2 separate regions of the Mus musculus genome follow, and region 2 is linked to region 1. A link is a contact called in public Hi-C data. All regions are on one chromosome and are shown on one strand. Each heading gives the region's core, a stretch centred on a gene start, on an enhancer-like site or on the middle of the called end of the contact. The rest is flanking DNA. Distances are from core to core; before and after follow the strand shown. Region 1 overlaps Gm29927 (a long non-coding RNA gene). Region 2 has its middle 22 kb from the start of Gm41046.

Region 1 (3,106 bases), core at 390-2,889:
TGGCTATTATAAATAAGGCTGCTATGAGCATAGTAGAACATGTGTCCTTATTACCTGTTGGAGCATCTTCTGGGTTTATGCCCAGGAGTGGTATTGTTTGGTCCTCTGGTACTCAGACACTATTGTGGAGGCCAACAAGAGCTTGCTGACAGGTGACTGATATAACTGTTCCCTGAGAGGCTCTGCCAGTGCCTGACAAATACAGAAGGAGATGCTCACAGCCATCCATTGGACTGAGAACAGGGTCCCCAATGAAGGAGCTAGAGAAAGGACCCAAGAAGTTGAAGGGGTTTATAGCTTCATAAGAGGAACAACAATTTGAACTAATCAGTACCCCCAGAGCTCCCTGGGACTAAACCACCAACCAAAGAGTACACATGGTAGGACTCATGGCTCCAGCTGCATATGTAGCAGAGGATGGCCTACTCGGTCATCAATGCTAGGAGAGCCTCTTGGTTCTGTGAAGGCTCTATGCCCCAGTATAGGGGAATGCCAGGGCCAGGAAGTGGGAATGGGTGGGTTGGTGAGCAGGGGGAGGGAAGAGGGGATAAGGGGGGATTTTGGAGGGAGACCAGGAAGGGGGACAACATTTGAAATGTAAATAAAGAAAATATCTAATAAAAAAGATTGAAAAGGACAATACAAGTAGATTTGGCCAATGGATTTTGAGCAAAATGACATGTGTCACTCTTAAAAGTTGTATTATTTTATGTCAGCGAGAGACCCTGCAGAGCTGTCCCTTCTCTCTTGAGAATATGTAAAATGGGGATTTGACTCTTATAAACAGAGCCATTCTATCAACAGATGATAAGAAATAAGAATTGCTTGGTTACTATGGTTTTAGAGTTGTTATTACAGTGAAATTTAGCCAATTTGGGCAATTTATCTTAATGTGTCTGCTTCCTTCTCCTTATATTGTTTGAGGTAAAATACAGACTTGAGAGCATTTAAGAGCTGAGTTCTTGGCTTTTTTTTTTTTTTTTTAGAATATTCCTGGGAATTCCTTGTCCAGTTCATGGTCTCATGGGCATCATTAGTATAGCCCCAAACCTACATGCATGTTAAGACAAAATATGTTCAACCTCTTGAGCCTATGTCAGCAGGTGTGCCAACATTGCTTGTAAGCCTCCAACGAGTCCAAATATGTGACTCAGAAGCAAGGGTTAACTCGCTCACAAGAAAAGGCTTTCTGCATGCTTTGTTTCCATCTTCTTCTAGAACATGGCCTCAATGGCTGACCTACTGACTCCCCCTTCCCTGGCAAGCCGTGCACTAGCGGACTGCCCACCAACCAGGCAATTGAGTTGTTGCGGCCTGGCCATCCTGTCAGGGTGCTCTGGGCTTTGGAGCAGAGCACTGTGATCAGCAGACTTTTAGCACAAGGCTTCGTTTATTCAGAGCCCACTGTTGGCAGTGCAGTGAACTGCTCTTTTGTGAGACTTAGGGGGTCACAATTGGTTTTCTGTTCCCTGATGGACATAATAAAGAGGCAGGGTGGCCTCTTTCCCCTTGTCCAGGACAAGGAGTTGGGAGCTCTGCCTTCTGCCTTCAGCTCCCCCACTAAGGGACTTTCCCCAGCCACCTTGCCAAGCCTCTGTGACTCAGCCACTTTCTTTGGGAATTGAGGATGATCTGATTTATTCAAGAGCTGTGAGGCATGCTTGAAAAGGCCGTTGAAAACTGCAGCTTGTGTAGAATGGCTGGCCATCTTCTATGGTTTGGAAACTGGCACAGAGGTTGGGGAATTTCCCTTTCTTGTGTGGAGGTCTGTGGTTTTCTGTGCAGAAAAGTAGGGCTGGCCTGGTGTAACATTCCCCTGATCCCTCCTACTTCCTCTTGGGACCTGTGCCCTGTGATCAGAGCCTGTGCCCTTTGTCAGAAGGCTGTCAGAAGCCATATGCCCCACCATGCTAAGCTGCTGCTTCTCCTAGCTTTCAGAAAAAGTCACTTCTAATTTTAAGAATTAGAGCAATGTTTTAGACAGAAGGAAACGCAGTATGTGAAACGTTACACAGAGAAACAGTTACCCTTGAACACAACAGAGGACATAGAAGCACAAACAAGCCAGTTCCCACACAGAACTTTAAAGGATCAGCTCTAATGGGCTAGAGGGACACACAGCCACTAACTGCTTGGTTGTTGTCTTTCTAGCAGGGATCTGCCACAGTAGAACTAAAGCTACATAGTTGCTCTAAGGAATAGAGTTGATAACTAAAGAAAGGAAGGAAAACAGAAAGAACCTCTTAATAGTCTGTAATAGTGAGACAATCACCCAACTAATGACCTGTAATATTCAAGTAAATTCTGGCTTCTCATTAACCGGGGGTTGCATCTGCTGTGCAGTCTCAGTTAAAGAGAAAACAAAGTCTTTAGCTGAATAAGCAGGAAGTTATTACCTTCCATAGGTACCCTGGAGTCCAACGATAAATAAAATTACTACTATATAAAATTATTGGAATGTTACATTAAGTAAATGGAAAGTAATGTTGCATATGATATATTTACTGAAGATATTTTGTACATAGCAAAAAAAACTTTATAAAAGCTATTTAGATATTTTAAAATGTGCCCAGAGTGAGGCACAGTGAAATTCATGATAATATTTGAAACCCATAGGGTTTTATAATATAATTTACAATTAGAAAGGAAACAAGACAAGTCATAATAAGGTCCCAGTGTGTGTCTATGGGTAGAGGCATAGCACTCTGCTTTCTTTTCTTCCCATCAGCAGGCACAGCGACCTGTATGTAGCAAGTGTTGAACTTTCATCAGTGGTGGTTTAGTTGAGTTATATCCAATCCATCAGGAACAGGCTTTCTGCCAATGAATCTATGTAGATGTAATGACTAGGAAATATACAATCATTTCTGTCCTTGGCTTTACACCCCATGGCCTGATCCAGCTTCTTTTCATATATATATCTACAGGTTTCTTAATGGAATGCAATGTAGGAATTAAGAATAACATATCTGGAAAGAGGGGACTGGATGGTTTTGGTGAGAGATTCCTTTATTTGACATTCTTAATATACTGTGTAGACAGTTGGATAGCTATCTCTCAGTAGAAGTCTTCTCCTGGAAAAGAGTAATGAAGGGAGAATGGTTTT
Region 2 (3,244 bases), core at 110-2,609, 71 kb before region 1:
TGAAGCCTTCAGAATTGAAGTGGTTTTGGGAGACATGGGGGGAAGAGTTCTATTATTTTTACAGAGTGGCACTCTTCTCCCTGGAGATAAGAAGGCTGGGTCTGGTGTGAGGCTGGAAAAAAAAAGCAAAACAAAAAACAAAAAAACAAAAAACAAAACAAAACAAAACAAAAAAAAGAGAAGGGAAGGAAAGAATATTTGATTATTTCTTCATAAACCACCAATTCCTTTAGCACCTGGCTGTGGCTCCTGCTGCCGTGTGGAGAATATCAATGGCTTTAATATTCCCATCGTTGTGCCTTGGAATCAGTTGCCTGTCCTGCTGAGCTCTCTGAATTTCAGACCAGCGCCAGCCCTGAAAACCACGGCAGATGTAAGGGAAGTTTAGCCAGAATGCTCTCAGTTAAAGCCCGCCTCAACATTTCTCCTGTGCCCATGGGGTTTTAGCACACCCCTCTCCGCAGTCCCTTGATTGAGGGGCATATCCCTAAGTGTGCAGGTACTACATTAGGACATTTTCATAAAAATTTTTAATGGTCTATTTTGTTTGAATTGGGTCATTATTCTCAGTAGCATCACTGGCAAAGAACAACTCTTGAATATTAACTAGAAGGAAAGAGAAAACAATAACAAAGGCGAAACAAAAATCTCCAACAAGCCGAGTCCGGGAAAGGAAGCTGAGGTTAGGCTGGGTGTATAAATTTCATATGGCTCATGACCACAAGGTGGCGCTATGAAAACACCTCATTTCCAAACCCCGAAAAAGATACAAATAAGGAAAACACAATGAAAGAGCCTTTCGTGCAGAAAATAGTCTGTGTCAAGAGCGAGCCAGCAAAACGCATGCACCAGCAACGCCTGTGTAGTCTGCTGTATGCATGTGGATCCCGCCTGTAACCATTTTAAGGAGCAATGTTATAGGGAGTGGAAATTGGTATTTTTGCGGGGGAGGGTAGACATTTTATAATTGATACTTTTATAATTCAAACAGGAGCTTCAACATGTGTTAAATTTTTTACATTGATTATTAAATGCATTTCATCTCCCTGGCATCTTTGAAAGTGTGACATTTTAGACATCAGAATGATAGGCTAGGCTTTCTACCCCTCAACCCACTTCTATTCTACGTTGAGAGCTTGCACAGTGGGGGACATTTATTTAAAAACAATTAGTGCCCCATTAAGGGAAACATGAAGCCTGCGGGTCACAGATGTTCTCGGCTGCTTTGGGAAATTGTCATGTAGGAAGTTGGTAAATTAATACTCTGTGGAAAATAGTTCTGTCCTTTAGACATGTCGTCTGTTATGTGACTCCCTGATGTCAGTGCCACGTTATTTCCAGTGACTAGAGTCGTGGCAGAGTGTTCTGTATGTGCATAAGGCGTCCATTTGCCGACAGTGAGATGAAAAGCTGGTATTTCACAAGTTTGTACACGGAAGATGGGATGTTGCTATAATGGCTCGGACAATCTGGTTCCTGAAGGCAGGAGTGGAAAGTCGTCCAGGGGAACAAGCAGAGAAGCCCAGGGATTCGCATTGCTGAACTCAGAGCAGCCCTCTAGATCAGGAGATATGAGAGCATTTCCATTCCTACCATGAGGTCCCAAGAACTAACTCCCCTACGAGTGCCACACTACACGGCAGGAAATGGCATGGGGCCTTGTAGTTATTCTCTAGGGAAAAATTCAGGGATGTTAGAGGGAAATGTCTACACATCACAATTTGAATTTAGATAAAAATCTAATAAAACATTATGAATTACTTTAACAAAGAAAAGGAAAGAGACAATATAGAGAGCAGTGTGTGTATGTGTGTGTGTGTGTGTGTGGCTGGAAGTATTTTGTTGTTATTATGTGACAGAATCTCACTCTGTTGCCCCATCTGGTCTTGAGTTCATGGGTCCTTAAGATTCAGCAAACAAAGTCTCCGGGACTCCAGCCCAGCACTGCTGTATCTGACTGTGAGCTGGGTTTGAACCCGGGGCCTCCAGTGTGCCAAGCCTATACTTTACCATTGAGTTATACCCTGAGGGTGTGTGTATTTCTTTTCTCCTTCTTTTATATAATCTCATCACTTTGTCAGTCAAGCTGTCATATTTTCCCATCATCCACAGAGCAGGTGGCCAGGGGAAGGTCCCTGGTTTTCCCTCTAGCTGGGGAAAACCATACAGGTCGCTGATGAAAATTATGGCTGGGTTGATTCTTGGCTGACTCAATTACAGAGGCATTGCTCCAGCTGTAAATACAACTCATGATATAAAAATTATCCAGTCCCTACTTGGGGAAAAAAAGATGCTAATTAAAATATGAACCTCTAAGGAATGTTCCTTATTTAGATAACCAGTGTGTTAACTAAATTTGAGCCTGCAGCAATATAAACAGCTATTTCTGCTACTACTGCTATGAATTGTTTTGAAGTAGTCAACAGAACTGTATATTATTATTATACGAATCATATGTCTATTAGCTTGTAGAAAAGGTATATGGAAGGAAAGGTGTGTGTGTGTGTGTGTGTGTGTGTGTGTGAGAGAGAGAGAGAGAGAGAGAGAGAGAGAGAGAGAGAGAGAGAGGGAGAGAGAGAGAGAGAGAACTGTAAAGAAAGTAAAGTTTGCAATATACCCTGTCATACATTGGGCCAAGATAGCAGCTATTTCTGATACATATACACATTGTTCTTTTTATATGCCAATTCTCACAGTACATTGGGGATCCAAGCAACTTGTTTGGACAATTCATCACATTATCTTTAAAAAAATTCAGATAATTTGATGGTGTTTTAAAAAAATTAAGATACCATATATCCTATGGTAATTAGAATTAAAAATTATAGGATAGTTGAGAAGGGGAAGTATCCTAGATTCTGGAGCAAACCATCACAAAAGAACCAAATTCCTAACTTGATTTGAAAAAAATGCAAATAATCTGGTTCCCTCACGAGGAATTTTGAATCACTTGGAGGTTGGTTAATATAGAATTAGTGAAGTCAGGCATGATCCCAACTCTCATGAGGCTGAAACAGGAAGATTGCTGTGAGTTCAGGGCCAGCTTGGGCTATAGAGTAGGGCCTAGTCTTAAAGACAAGCAGCAAAATCCTGAAAATTCAAACCCTCAAAAAAGCCCCAAAAGTAGGAAGGCAACCAAGAACATTTAAAGAATTAATTATACTCATGGTTCTATGTAGCCCAGGTTGGCCCCAAACTTCTGGTCCTACTGCCTCAGAGTCCTTGGTGCTTGTATTACAGATGT

The links. A called contact is a pair of places that touch in the nucleus more often than the background predicts.
Region 2: a contact with region 1 is called in a Hi-C map of forebrain, with 4 times the contacts expected there. The contact joins two enhancer-like sites. A contact is called at or near these places in 10 of 484 Hi-C or Micro-C datasets (the Patski cell line, astrocytes, cerebral cortex and 5 more) and 1 of 115 datasets of contacts at active chromatin or transcription factors (astrocytes).

The regions. Positions count from the first base shown.
Region 1 is chr13:102,572,059-102,575,164 of GRCm38.p6, reverse strand. The region is part of intron 1 of Gm29927 (a long non-coding RNA gene); the gene reads left to right. Among named protein-coding and RNA genes, the nearest start is that of Gm29927, 19 kb to the left of the region's middle. Within about 2 kb of position 1,639, at least 145 of the 459 cell types and tissues checked have an H3K27ac peak or open chromatin away from gene starts, as enhancers often do. A contact at or near this core is called in forebrain and uterus, where this site is marked.
Region 2 is chr13:102,642,531-102,645,774 of GRCm38.p6, reverse strand. No RefSeq gene overlaps it. Among named protein-coding and RNA genes, the nearest start is that of Gm41046, 22 kb to the left of the region's middle. Within about 2 kb of position 1,359, at least 52 of the 459 cell types and tissues checked have an H3K27ac peak or open chromatin away from gene starts, as enhancers often do. A contact at or near this core is called in forebrain and uterus, where this site is marked.